2 separate regions of the Mus musculus genome follow, and region 1 is linked to region 2. The links are chromatin contacts, called in public ChIA-PET maps. All regions are on one chromosome and are shown on one strand. Each heading gives the region's core, a stretch centred on a gene start, on an enhancer-like site or on the middle of the called end of the contact. The rest is flanking DNA. Distances are from core to core; before and after follow the strand shown.

Region 1 (7,216 bases), core at 1,859-4,358, 55 kb before region 2:
AAAACTCTTCAGAGACAAAAAAGAAAAGGAAAAGGAAAAAGTAAGTAAGAGAGGGAGGGAGGGAAGGAGGAAGGGAAAGAAGGAGAGAGAGAGAGATTATTTCTGGCTTCTCTGTGTGTCTGCTGTATGTGTGTGTTTCCTCACCTCCAATAAATGTCTTTCTTCATCTGCTCATTTTGTGTACTCCTATTTGTGGTGTTTGAGATTTCTCTGATGCTACCTGTGATAGTCAAGATTTTTTTCTGGGTTTTAATTATTAAGTGGCAGAGAAAATGAACCCAATCAAGACCCCTAAACTTGAGGGAACAGGAGTCAGGGGAAGTATTATAAACAATACAATGTATTAAGATACCTAAACACAATGTAGCCTTAAAGAGAGAGAATTCCCTTTAAAGCCCAGAAATGAGCTTCATTAAGAATGAGAATAATAGAGACAGAGAGGGGGAGAGAGATAGCATCAAGAGAAAGATGCTGGGAGTGGCTTGAGGAGCATCTTCAGAAAACAGCCTTCATCTTACCACCAAGTTCTTAACCAGTCTCCTCGAGGAGTCTTGGACCATTCTCCTTAACAAAGGAGAGGTCAAATATTTTATAAACACTAAGAGTAGCAGGAAATTTTATGTCACATGATTTAGTTCAGCACATTATACATAACAAGGAGTGTTCAGGATCCAGGCACTTTTTAATTTAAGAACTGTCAGACCATAGTGCACACTGCTTTTTAGATTGTAGAGGGAGATGGGGCCTGACTCAGGCTATGGGATCAAGCCTAAAGTTACAGGGCTATCTTCTAACAATAAGTAAGGCAAGCTTCTGACCTCACAGAAGTACTAACAGTATTATCTAGGAGACTGTATAACAATTCAGTGATGTCCCTCACTAGTAGTTCTGAAGACTGTTATGGAAAATCCTTTTATTTTCTTATTTGTAGGGGAAGACCCGGGAACAGACAGTATTGCCTCTTTCAGACACCAGCTATTTAAAAACACTTTCTAAAGCCTTGGAGGGAAACTTGTTGGTGAAGAAAAGTATCTAAAATATGGAGAGCAGTCAGATTACACATGATGAGCTATCATTTGGGGGTTGAATAGAAACAGAAATGATCATCAAGAGCTATAGCAGAGAAATGAGGGCCATGTCAGTACAAAGGAAGGAATGAACAGCAGAACTAGTTAGAGTACTGAGTAGCCTTCAAATATAAAAAAAATATCTTGACAAATGAAGCAAAGTTGGTACCCAAGCCATGCCATATGAGAAAGTCCATTCCAGCAAGATATAAAAGTCAAAAGGCTAGGAAATTGGATTTTGAAGGAAATGTTCTGGAACTTAGGAATAGGAAATAACAGTTAAGTAGTATAAGAATGGTAAACTAGTAAACATGGGATAGAATAAAGGACCCATGTCATGAAGAGATAGCCCCCACCTCCAAAAGCATCTTTCTTCCACAACAGGTACTTACAAGCTACCTTTGCTAAGCAGCACTGGCATCTTGTGCAGTCTCACAATGTAAGTAAAAGAACTACAAGAGCCTGGAGCCTGAAATCTCTGCCCTCATTCTATGTCTCCTTCCCTTTGACTCGGACTCCTGCTTGACTCTCTTTACCTATCTAATTTATCTCATCCTTCAAGAATGGAGACAGAAGGTTGAGGTGTTTTCCTAATCTAGATTCCAGCAGCAATAAAACTTTGCAGAACAGTACTCCACCCATGGGAAGGCAATTATCCATGAGTACAAAGCTGTATTCTGGAGTAGAATTTAGCATCTCCAGAGAAGTTCTTCACCCCATCAAGAAATGAGGTGGTTTTAGATCACCTTGCAAGACTGGTGCTATGAAAATGATCAAGCGTACCACACCCAGTACTGCTTAATTATGCACACTTTGTCTCTTTCCCCAGTTCTTCCTCTATGCCTAAAGTTCATATCAAATGAACTTGAACCCTGTTATCTGTTTCTCTTTCAATAGAGCCATCTTGAATAAATCCCTTCCTACTCCTCAAATTACTCCTGCTTTTAATTGGTATAATAACTTAGCCTGTTGAGTCTGCTGGTCTTGGAAAATTATGTAAAGTCAAAATACACTTCATGTGCTATATAGCCAAGGAATACTTCTCTGGGTGCCAGCAAATATCCACCAAAGAATGAACTAATAAATGCTCATGGAGTCAATCAAATATCAGTGGGCATCAACAATTTCAATAGACTTCGGAGGCTGGGATGGCTAAAGGCTCTGAAAGCCTAGAATTATGCAGGGGCAACCTTCACTAGAAATAATGTGTTACATAACTAACCACTGGTGCCTTATCTTTTTATGATGCAGTATTCTGCAAAACATTATTAGTTTGCCTTTATGCACAGACATTCACTAGAATGAGCTCACACATCCCATGGATTTAAATAAAACTTTCATGCAAATCTCTTTATCCTGCCCACCCTGACAAACTTTTACTCAAATATCTAACCCCTCCAGATTTAGTAATACTTTTGTTTACACAAAGGCCTTGCTGTATTCTCAGCAAGTGGTTGACTAAAGTGGTTGACTGCTTCCCACTTTCCTTTGTATAGATTCTTTTAAAGCTAGCCAATCATGGAAGACAGTGAGATCAGACCCCAGCCAATGGGGTGCAGGGATGGGGTGGGGTGGGGGAGGAACAGTCAACACCTACATTAGAATACAAACCGAACAAAATGCCTGTCTTGGTGTTTGTTCTCCTGTGAGTAGCATACCTTTCTGATCATAAGCAAAGTTTTACCTTGTAGAGATATTTTATTTAGAGTGGCAGTCTTTTTCGTTGGGACCCCAAATTTATTTTTAAAAGGCAATACCCTAACTTCTTGCCTTGTGTCCATACTTTCTCCACTGTACCATTTACACAAGAGGAGAGAAATACTTTAAAATACAATTCAGTTCTCTGATCAATATATGCCATGGCTGTAGATGTGGGGAAGCAACAACCAATTTCCCCTTCAATGAAGGATTTACTATTTCACTACATCTGTGACACCTATTAGACACTGCCTCAGCTACAAAGAACAACATGGTCCAATGTCATATCTTATCCAATAGCTGAGTCGTGTAGAATTAAAAGGTATGTGAGTCTTTTCACTTTGAAGGGCCATTCTAAGAGCTTCCTGTGGCTGCGGCTATCAATGAGTCTTTTTATAGCTTGACTTCCTGTGTAATTCTGACTCACATTTCCTGTGCAGGTGAAGGTGTTCTTCATGACATTTTATCAGGCTTAGCTTGGTTTCACTGTCTGTTTCTTGGGGATTCTAACCTGACAGGATTCTGTCAATGTCCCTACAATGTTTTATGGAATGTTACAGATTTAGAACCTTTAAGTTTTCATTGGCTTCTATGTCTCTTGCCCCACAGCTTCAGCTCAACCAGCTTCCTTTTTTTAATCACTGAAGGTGCCAAAGCCCTGTCTATCTAATTCCCTTTGTTTAGTTCCTTTTACCTGGAAATGCTTTTTCTATATATACATTTTCTAACTCTATAATTCCCTTAATTTTTCTTCTAAATTATTATATTCCCTGTTAACTAATCTCCCAGTGTTAACTAATCTCCCAGTTTGCTATTGCTACCCATGAGTCCCCTCCTTTTATACCCAGGTCTAATTTGCAGTTTTTCAAAAGTTAGAAGGTTTTTTTTGTTTGTTTGTTTTGTTTTGTTTTGTTTTGTTTTGTTTTGTTTTGTTTTGTTTTGTTTTTGACAAACCTCTTAATATAGTTACTGTCACCTTCACTTTGGTTGTAAATATCATGAGGACATATGTCATTGACTCTGTGGTTAGTAACACATCCCTAGTTTCTTATTACAGGGCCTGATAGAAAATAAATATTAGCCAAGTGTGCTGCACAATTGAATGAAGTAGATACAACAGGAGGAACAAAGTAAGTGAAATGGTAAAAGAGGAAAAAAGAGCAAGTTATGGGAAAACCACGGCTATTTGTTTATCTTCTTCTTTGGGGTTGGCCTTCTTTTTCATTTATTTATGCAAGTATTAAAAAGGGATATTTAGAATATTATTGCCAAGAGACATAAGTTCATTTCCAGCACTCTTACTATGTAACCCTGGTTTACTTTTTCTTTGTAAGCCTTATTTCCTTGTCTGTGAAATGTGATAGTAAAAATTTTGCTCCAATATCCTCTGAAGATTGAGATGCACCTAGCCCATATGTGGCATTTGACATGTGCTTATTTGTCATCTAAAAACCTAGAGAGAGAAATGATATGTTAGATGACTTGTAGTGTATGCTTCAAAATATAGCCAGAAACATGTGTGTTATGATATCCATGGTAAGTTTCAATACATAGATATGGGCTATATGGATTTGGAGTAAGGAAGGAAATCTGTCCCATTTCCTATTAATTATTTACTTATAGTTCCTTCATTTCATCTCTCAGGTCAGGATAACAACTGTAGAAAAGAGGATAATTGTAGGCTGTTACTGAATTAATATCTATGTATAAACAACTTTAATAAATGCAGATTTTCAGTTTATTTCTCGCTACAGAACAGTGGTTCTCAACATGTGGGGCACGAGCCCCACAGGGGCCACATAGCTGTCCTTATATTATGATTCATAACAGTAGCAAAATTACAGGTATGAAGTAGCAATGAAGATAATTTTATGGTTAGGGGACACCAGAACGTAAGGAACCATTAAAAGGTTGCAGTATTAGGAAGGGGAGAACCACTAGGCTAGAACATTTCTCTTAAACTATTACATGGAGTAACTTCTTATCATTCATCTATTTACTCAAATACCCTCTCAGACCTTTCTCTGACAATCCCTATTGGAATTAATACTCTTATTTTCACTAATATCTATCTCTTTATCCAATTATAACTCTCTAAAATTATATAGTCTGTCTATATCTTTTTTCACTCTACCTTGTAAGAATCAAAGCTCCTTTAAAGTACAGACAATATGCTATGAAAATTGGACAGATCTGTAAAAATGTAGTTGAATTGAAAAGGTGATCAAATCTACAAAAGAAGGTAGTACCTTGACATCCTCATCACCCAAGAATGTTATGAACTTTAATGAGTTCTAGAAATAACATCTCAGTTCTTAGTAGAGAGGGAATAAAAGCCATATACATTCAAAGAAATATTTCAATAATTATTTTAACATTTCAGTAGTAGGATTTCTTGAACTTTAGTCACTAATTAAATGCCACTTGGATCATTGCTAAATATAAAAGGTTAGCCAAAGGGATATGAGCTCTACCCTCCTGACAATTGAAAATTTATCTTTATTGACAATCTTACATTAATAATATTTTTATTTAAAAATATTTTATTATGTACTGATATTATAATATAATTAAATCATTCTCACTTTCGTTTCCTCCCTCCAGACCCTCCTAAACCATTGTTCTCTTTCTCATTCATCTTTCGTAAAAGTAACTTTTATTTTCCAAAAGTAATTGTCATCTAAGAGATTTACTGCTTAATAAGTTTACACTTTCTAGCTCTTTCTGAACTCTGGCTTGTTGGTCAATTCAGTTATTCTGGCTCAAACTCCTCTCCACACTGATTGGTTCAAAGTAACTTCTTTCAGCTTCTGATTGAATTACTCTGCTTGACTTCATACTAACTTAGCAATATGTTCTAGTCTTCCAGCTCCTTCTCATTCTCTGACTTGTTCTGTCTTCACCTGCAACCCTTAAAACTGTCCCAGTAACTAACTCTCTCTCTCTCTCTCTCTCTCTCTCTCTCTCTCTCTCTCTCTCTCTCTCTCTCTCTCTCTCCCTCTCTCTCTTTCTCTCTCCTCTCTCTCCTCTCTTTACTGTCTGAGACTTGGGCATATCCTATCTTTGGCTCATTCTGTCAAATCTTTCTCGTCACTTTGTCTGGGTGTTTCCTTCTACAAACTAAATTTACCTTCATTGTTTGGGATTAAACGTGTTTACTAAAGGGATGTGTGTGTTTGTGCGTGTGTGTGTGTGTGTGTGTGTATCCAGCCAGAGGGATTAAAGCTGTGTGGTGTGTCTGCATTCCAGCTGGATCACACAGACCTAGTAGGTTTTTGGATGTGATCCCTTGCCAAAGCAACCATGTTGTTGGATTAAAATTCCTCTACAATCTTTCTAATTAATTGTTAATGAACACACTTACACACACACACACCAGCCTGATTAGTCTATATGATGCTACTTGGAGTGTCTTCTTGGTTAACTGTTCCTTTGATTGGAATAAAGTGTCTTTCTTAAACTCTTCTGATTAGTTTTAGTTTGAAGTCTATTGAGTCAAACATTAGTATAGCAACATATGCTTGCTTCCTGGTTCCATTTGATTGGACTTCTGTTCATCCCTTTACTCTAAGGTAGTGTCTATCTTTTAAGCTAAGATGTATTTGTTGTAGACAACAGATAGATGGATTTTGCTTCTTGATTCAGCCAGCCAGCCTGTGTCTTTTGATTGTGAAATTCAGATTATTAATATTTAGATTCATTATTGAAATATGTATGTTAAGTGCAGCCATTATGTTGTTGAATTTTAGTTACTTTTTTTTGTTTTGAGTGGTTTTTAGTGTTTTAGTAATTATGACTTTATATTTTTCCCTATAATCTCTTGAATAAGCATATTTTTCTCTAACATGAAATATTGATCCATATATTTTCTTTCATTTTGGTTTGTGGGATATAATTTTTATTGTGGAAAGTTTTTCTTACTCTTTCAACTACTGCAGATAGTTTTGCTGGGTATATTGGTCTAAGTTTGCCTTTATCGCCTTTTAGGACTTGAAATGCATTGCTCCAGACTCTCCTGGCTTTCAACATTTTCATTGAGAAATCAGCTGTTATTCTGAGTTTTCCTGCATGTGTGACTTGTAGGGTTCTTTGTGTTTGTTTGTTTTTTTCCCTCACAGCTTTCAATACACTTGCTTTGTTCTGAATACTCAGTCTTTTAACTACAATATGCCATAGGGATTTTCTTTCCTGGTCTTGTCTATTTGTTGTTCTGTGTGCTTCTTGTATCTGTATGGGTGTGTCCATCCTAAGTTTGGGTATATTTTCTCCTATGATCTTGATGAAGATTTGATCTATGATATTGAACTATGACATTCTTCTCCCTTGTTGATCCCTACAATTCAAATATTTGGGCTTTTCATATTGTCCCACATTTCCTGTGTGCTCCTTTAATGTTTTTTTTTAATTCATATTTCTTGCTTATTTGGTCTAAAACCTTTACTTTATCTTCA
Region 2 (6,490 bases), core at 3,491-5,990:
TATTAACAGGATCCATTTGAAATTACTTTTCAGTCCTCTACTCTAATTCCCAATTGCTTATAGAACATTCTCTGGAATTGCCAAAAGAATCTTGATAAAATATAACACAAACTTATGATATTCTAGTGCTTTGCCTTCCTCAACACCTTCCCCTTTCACTCAGGTAAAAACAAAATTCCATTGCAGAGATTGGAACCTGCAGGGCTCTAGAATTGCTGACTCCACAGCCATTGTGACTTCTTTCGAATCACCTCCCCCACAGCGCTCTATCTTCACACCATCCTGCCTGCTACTGCTCAAACAGGTCTTCTCTGGCCCAGGAGCAACTGCTATCACTCTGTCTGGAATGCACATTCCCCTGATTGTGCTACAAGGCACTTCTCACACTACCTTAACACAAAAGCCAAGCATTCCAGGTGACCTTCCCTGGCTCCTATCTCTCTCTAACCTATTTCCCCCTTCAATTTCATTTCCCTGACCCTTTCTTTACTGTTTTCCTCCTTAGCACGTGGCCAAGGAAGCTTTATTATGTACTTTTCTTGGCTGGTGCCTAGCTTCCACAGTAAAATGCAAGCCTTAGAGGTTAGGGACCTTTTTTTTTTATTATTTACTTCAACTGTTCATTGCTGCATCAGTGCCTGTCTAGACAAGTGCCAGAGCCCACCCAAAGTAAATATTTGTGGGAAGAAGATAAAACAAATGAACTGAGACAGCAGATTTCCATGGGTTTAGCCTCAAATTTACAAATGCAGATCCCTCCAGGGAATGACTGTGTGTTTTATCAAAGTGAAAAGGACAACTGGAGGAGTGGATGACTGGAACATTCAGAGCCTACAGTGGGTTGAACCCTTCCTCTCACTCAGCTACTTGCTTGTATCTTGGTTGGAATGTGAATCCTAATGGTTGTGTTCCTTTGTTTCATTTGCTTTTCAGGGCAGTACGGAAATGAATATAGATTGTGTGAACTCTTAGAAAACCCACAGCTCTTATTTTGAAATAGGAAATAATAAAACTGAAAGAGCAGACAAAACATAAAAGCCAGATAAAAGTGGCTGGTGTGGGCTAGACAAAGTTATATCATGTAAGAAAGAAAACTGAACTCTCTTCTGGTGAGGTGAGGTGCCCTTGAGTAATTCTTTAGGCTATCTGCCTCTGCTCTGGGTTTGCTAGGATGTTCTTTCAGTCTTCAGAGAGCCCTTTCTTACTCTATTATGTATGCCTCTCCAGCATAGACAGAATAGACAACATTCTTTCTTTGAGGTAGAAGTTTAGTTAAAAGTGGGGGTTCAGAAACCAGAGAAAGCACTTTGAAAGATTTCTGGAAGACAGGGTAAAGAGGACATAAAGAGGAACTGGGCAGAGACCTCTGCTCTGGACACCATAGTTCTGGGGGACTATACTGAGGTTGCAGTTTCTTCTGCTCACCAGCTACAACCCATCCCCATCCACATGACAATACACACCTGAAGGAATTAGTTACAAAAAATCACAGTACCCAGCCCTATTGCTCACAGCATTCACATCATCTGCAAATGAACAGCTGCATGGACTTCCATCGCTGTTTAACAGGAATGTAGCAAGCCATTGTTTAGCCATGAGGTACCAAAAAAGGTGTTAGCGGCCAGGGGCTTTGTGGGCGAGGTCTCTCCAGAACCAGAGCTTCTCAAGGCTCCAGGCCTCTCTTTGCAGGCTCTTTAAGTAAAGCCACCTATAATTACAGGCAGCTGTGACAGAAGAACGGAAAGTCTGGTTCTCCCTAATCTTGTGGAGAGGCTTTAGGCTCAGTTATCAGATGCTGTGCCTGGGGGTAGTGAGGGATATTAAAGTTGGAGGATCAACAGTGATAGGACTCTTCTATCAGCTTGGCAGGATTTCATTTTTTTCCAGATAAAGTATGTTCTAAACTCATGATAGCATCTCTTAAATTCCATGAACCTCACTAACTCATTCTTCAGAAGTTTCATTTACTCAAACTATGGGAAATGAATCATGACATTGAGGTCCTGGGTTTACTGTATTGTGTCCTCTGGAAATACAAGGAAACAGCCGTCAGGCCAGAGCTTTGGAACCACTGTTCCTGTGTCTGGGTTTGAAAATCTAGGTTCTGCTTGGCAGGTACGACACAGACTTTCAAAATGAAGAAGTGGCTCTTAATTCATTAGTCTGAGATCTCTTAATCAAAATGCCTGTCCCAGAAGCCTCTACTACATATGCCTTCTTAAACAACTGACTGATGACTATTTTGTGAAACCAGCCAAGGTGGTCAACGTGTATGTAGCCAGATGTACAACTTTTATTTTTATTTTTATTTTTTGTAGGATTTCATGACCACCCTGGGACCTGCTAACAAGCCTTTCTCCTTTCTCGAAACACTCCTTTGGGTATTCCTTTTTTCCCAGAGTTCATCCTTCCTGTGTGTTCATCTACCTCCCCCTTTATGAGTTGTTTAGCCTCTCCTCAAGTCATTCTTAAACTTGCACTGGGGCTCTTCTAAGCTTCTTTGTGTTCCTCTGTACTCAATTTCTTTTACTTTCCTTAAAAACCCAAGATCTCACTTTCTGTAATCTCCTCCCCCTCCCCCCACCCTACCCACACGCCTCCCCCCCCCCCACACACACACAACTGTATGTTTCTACTTCAAACACAATGCTTCCCTCAGGGAACCTCCCTTTCTTCCTCAGCACCTTTCCCAAGCATTCACCCCTTCTAAACACCCCATCCCATTTCTATTTCCTCTCCCTCCCCCAGACCATGCCAGATAATTCCCATTCAATTTTTTAGATGACTAATTATAATAATAATGGTACTTTATTCACAGGTTAATTTGACAGCTGTTTCTTCATATCCCATTCACCAAACATACTCATCTCTTACACAAGACAATGTGTTTTTACATTTAACAGGTCATGTCCACAGACTGGTAGTTTCCAGAACAAAAACAACAGCATTGCTGGCAAAGTTTCTGGGTTATCAGAAACTCTCAAGCTTTTAATACACTGAAAAATTAATGTTTTTTGCACATCTACAACGTACACATTTGTTTCCCCACACTATGCAAATTTTACCCTAAGAGTTCTTTTTCACCAAGTCATAGACATAGATATGGAAATCATCGTCAAACTTGATGAAGTACACAGAAGGCTTGGCTTTAACTTGGTGAATGACCTTGCCTGTCCTCTTGGAGCCATCTTCTTTGGTGTATTCCACATGTTTACCTATCAGGCCATCTACAACTCCTTCTGGCTCCCTGTCTGCTGGAGGAGATGCACTGGACTCTGGCATGATACGGAGGTCACCCTCTTTATAATCATCCAGAAGCTGATACATGTACAAAACGGGATCTCTCTCATAAGTAATGTAAAACCAGGCGTTCATGATAGGCGCTTGAGCCAGGACCATCCCCCTCCATTCATCCTTAGAGCCATGCTCACCCTCAAACATGTGTTCCACTGCTTTGCCAATTATGGTATTAGCAAGGCGCACATCGCTGACTCCAGAGAACGACACCTTATCAGGAAGGATTTTAAGCTTTAAAATCCTTTCATCTCTGTGAAGTTCCAGTCCATAGACACAGTCAATCCCATCATATTTCACCAGGTAGAGAGAGGGGTTGATAGGCACCTGATCCAGCACAGTCCCTTTCCACTGTGTGATCGGCTCATCTCCTTCCTTCCACCCGTGAGAAATTCTACAGCCCACGATGCTCCTACGGGATGAAGATCTGCTCCTCTGCCTCTTCTGAGAAGCTTTTTTCTTCTTGATGGTTGTAGAGCCAATGTGGTGACCTACGCCTTCTCCCATTTGCTCTTTTGCTGCACCTTTTTTGTGAGGGGTCTTCATACCTGTAAGAGGAGGAGAGAATCTAGGGAAAAACATTCTATGCAAATATTAAGGTTATTTTTCTGTGGATTAGGAAGTCCCTGTGCATGATATACATGTGTCCAGTAGCAGTATTCTATATCAAAATGTGTTTAAATGCCTGCCTGCATAAGCCTCTTTCCAGGCTTGTTTGGTTACACAACAGAGTTAGTGAAGAGATCGCTGTGGAAGTTGTAGCGCTTGAGAGCCAAGCAAAGAAACAGCCGGTTCTCTGCTAGTTCCGTAGTCATCCCAGCTGCCCCGCACCACCATCCCTATTTATAACCCCAATACCATATCTCTATATCCCTCCGTGAAATTTCTATGTCTCTTACCCACTCTCCCCCTCCTTTTCATTCCGCCCTCACTGCCCATACCCATGCTTGCTCTGTGCTCACTTCTTCATGTGTCTTCCAAATCATCCCCGTTTCCCTTTGAGCTCAGCACCACGAATCTGTTTCATGCACTGGCCACCTTTGTATAAGATTCCCCGGGTTTCTTGCTCCGTGCCCCGCCCCCCAAATCTCGGTTCCGAGTTTCCCTCAGCTCAAATCTTAGCACTCCCTCCAATTTTCCTGACAAGCAGGAACCCATTCCAATTTTCCAGCACCTAGTCCGATGCTCACCTGCTCACTGTCTGGGTTTGCAGCACTCACGTGCCCAAATCGGACAGAAGACTGTTGCCTCCGCTGCGAGCCTGGAGCGAAGGATGATCAGCCGGCAAGCAGCCAAATGAGCGCCTGTGAGAGCAGAGCCAGGAGTCTAAGGCCAAGCGCCTGTCTAGGAAAGCCGCGGGGCAAAAGAAGGGAGCATCCAGGAAGTCCCCGCTCTGGGCTTTCTCTCACCTTATTCCCGAGTGTCAGAGGCGGCAGTACCTGGGCCACTTAAGAGCTTCCAGCAGTCGCTGCTGCCACTGCAGTCTCCTCCCTCTTTTCCTAGCGTAGCTTCCTGCCCCGCGAGAGGCCGCCCCTTCCTGCCAAACACGGTTCAACAGCCTCCTCTCCTACTCCACACCGTGGTTCTAAGCTGGGGAATGTGGTCTTGTCCTCATCTCTTCTGCCAAATCAGGAGCCAGGAATTCTCCACACACACGCCAACCCTTCCCCCACACAACCCTTCTTGCGCACAGCTCCTAAGGATTCCCTCCTTCAGTTCAGGTTCCCCACCCCCACCTGCAACTCTACACTTTAGTGCCCCCAACAGCATCTGCTTTCCATCCTTCAGGAATTTGCTTTTCCTTTACCCCGTGCCCTCATGGAGTTTTCTTTATGCAAAAACTGCCTTTCCGGTTGTTTTAGGCTAGTGGAGCTAGGATGAAAAAGAAGGGGAAAAAAAACCAACAAAAAAAAAAAATGCTCTCTTCTCTCCTGTTTGTTTGACCCGATTCATAAGTAAGTTTTCTTGATTGCTCATCTTCTTGAGGACGGGAATCCAGCTACAGAATTTTATGCACCATGTGTAAGATTCTTAATCGTACATTAGATCAGCTTCACTTCTTCCCCAAACCCTTTGCCTCATCACAAAATAGTAGTTCTTATGTGCTTTGCTTCTATGCTCCTAAAAGAGCTTGCATTACTTATGCAAACGTGGTTGTTAAAAATAATCTATAAAACAATTTTGGATATTTCTGAATGTAGAGCATGTATGACAATATGAGAAGTAGACAATACCCTCACTTCAGAGTTAACATTCATTTTTTTTTTAGTCACTCTTTTAAAAGTAGAAACAAAGACCACCAATAGGGTGAAAATTTTAATTCTGTAGCACAGACTTCACTCTTATAGTCTTCAATGTATGTGTATATATACATGTGGATATTATGTTTTATGGCAAAGAGTTTCAATCATACTTTATGAAGTAAAGTTCTTCATACTGTATGAAAAACTACTAATGGTTCCCTTCAGTAGCCTAACAGGACATTTCTAAGAGGTAGTCCTTGGGTTTTTGACCTAAGTCCATATTACCCAGTTGATAAGAATATTGGGCTTGTGTAGAAGCTTAGCATGGGTGTTTACCTGCTGACTTGAATTCTGGAGACTCAGATGATGGTGGAAGGAGAGAACTGATTCCCTCAAGCTGTTCTCTGACCTCCACATACATGTACCCCCCCACCAAAATAAAATAATGTAAAAGATATTCTACAGTTTTTAAAAATATTACTCATCTTAGTATCATCTAGCTAGCACAGCTTTCTCTTACTACATTAATCTACTCTCATGAATATTAAAGAATTTTTTTATTTATTTATGAATGATCACACTGCTAGCAAGCCTAAAGGAGAATCATGAGATTCTTAAATTTGACTTTACTTGATTTCTGTTTGTTTGGTGGGTTGGATGATTTTTGTTGTTGTTTTGTTGCTGTTTTTGTTATTGTTGTCTGTGAGACAGACTCTCTATATAGCCCTGTTGTCCTGGAACTTACTGTGTAGACCAGGCTGGCCTAGAACTCACAGAGATCAACCTGTCCCTGCCTCATGAGTATTGGGATTAAAGGCATGCATCACCATACCTGGCCAATTTCTTAAATTCTAAATGCTTGTTTTATATAATACTTATCTTTTTAAAATTTATTTACTTATTTATTTTTGATGAAAGTGCTTCATGTACAAATCTTCCCTTAAAGTTATAAA

What was found. ChIA-PET counts read pairs in DNA pulled down with a chosen protein or histone mark.
Region 1: an RNA polymerase II ChIA-PET map of memory CD8 T cells shows a contact between it and region 2, with 43 read pairs. The contact joins the enhancer-like site here to the promoter of Spin2c in region 2. A contact is called at or near these places in 2 of 484 Hi-C or Micro-C datasets (CD4 T cells and CD8 T cells), 2 of 115 datasets of contacts at active chromatin or transcription factors (effector CD8 T cells and memory CD8 T cells) and 1 of 9 other capture datasets (adipose tissue).

Annotation. Positions count from the first base shown.
Region 1 is chrX:153,883,418-153,890,633 of GRCm38.p6, reverse strand. No RefSeq gene overlaps it. Among named protein-coding and RNA genes, the nearest start is that of Spin2c, 55 kb to the right of the region's middle. Within about 2 kb of position 3,108, at least 30 of the 459 cell types and tissues checked have an H3K27ac peak or open chromatin away from gene starts, as enhancers often do. A contact at or near this core is called in CD8 T cells, effector CD8 T cells and memory CD8 T cells, where this site is marked.
Region 2 is chrX:153,830,543-153,837,032 of GRCm38.p6, reverse strand. Spin2c (spindlin family, member 2C) reads right to left here and starts at 4,740. Exons shown (of 2, transcript NM_001005370.1): 1 at 4,485-4,740; 2 at 2,793-3,842. The coding sequence starts at 3,840. The coding sequence ends at 3,067.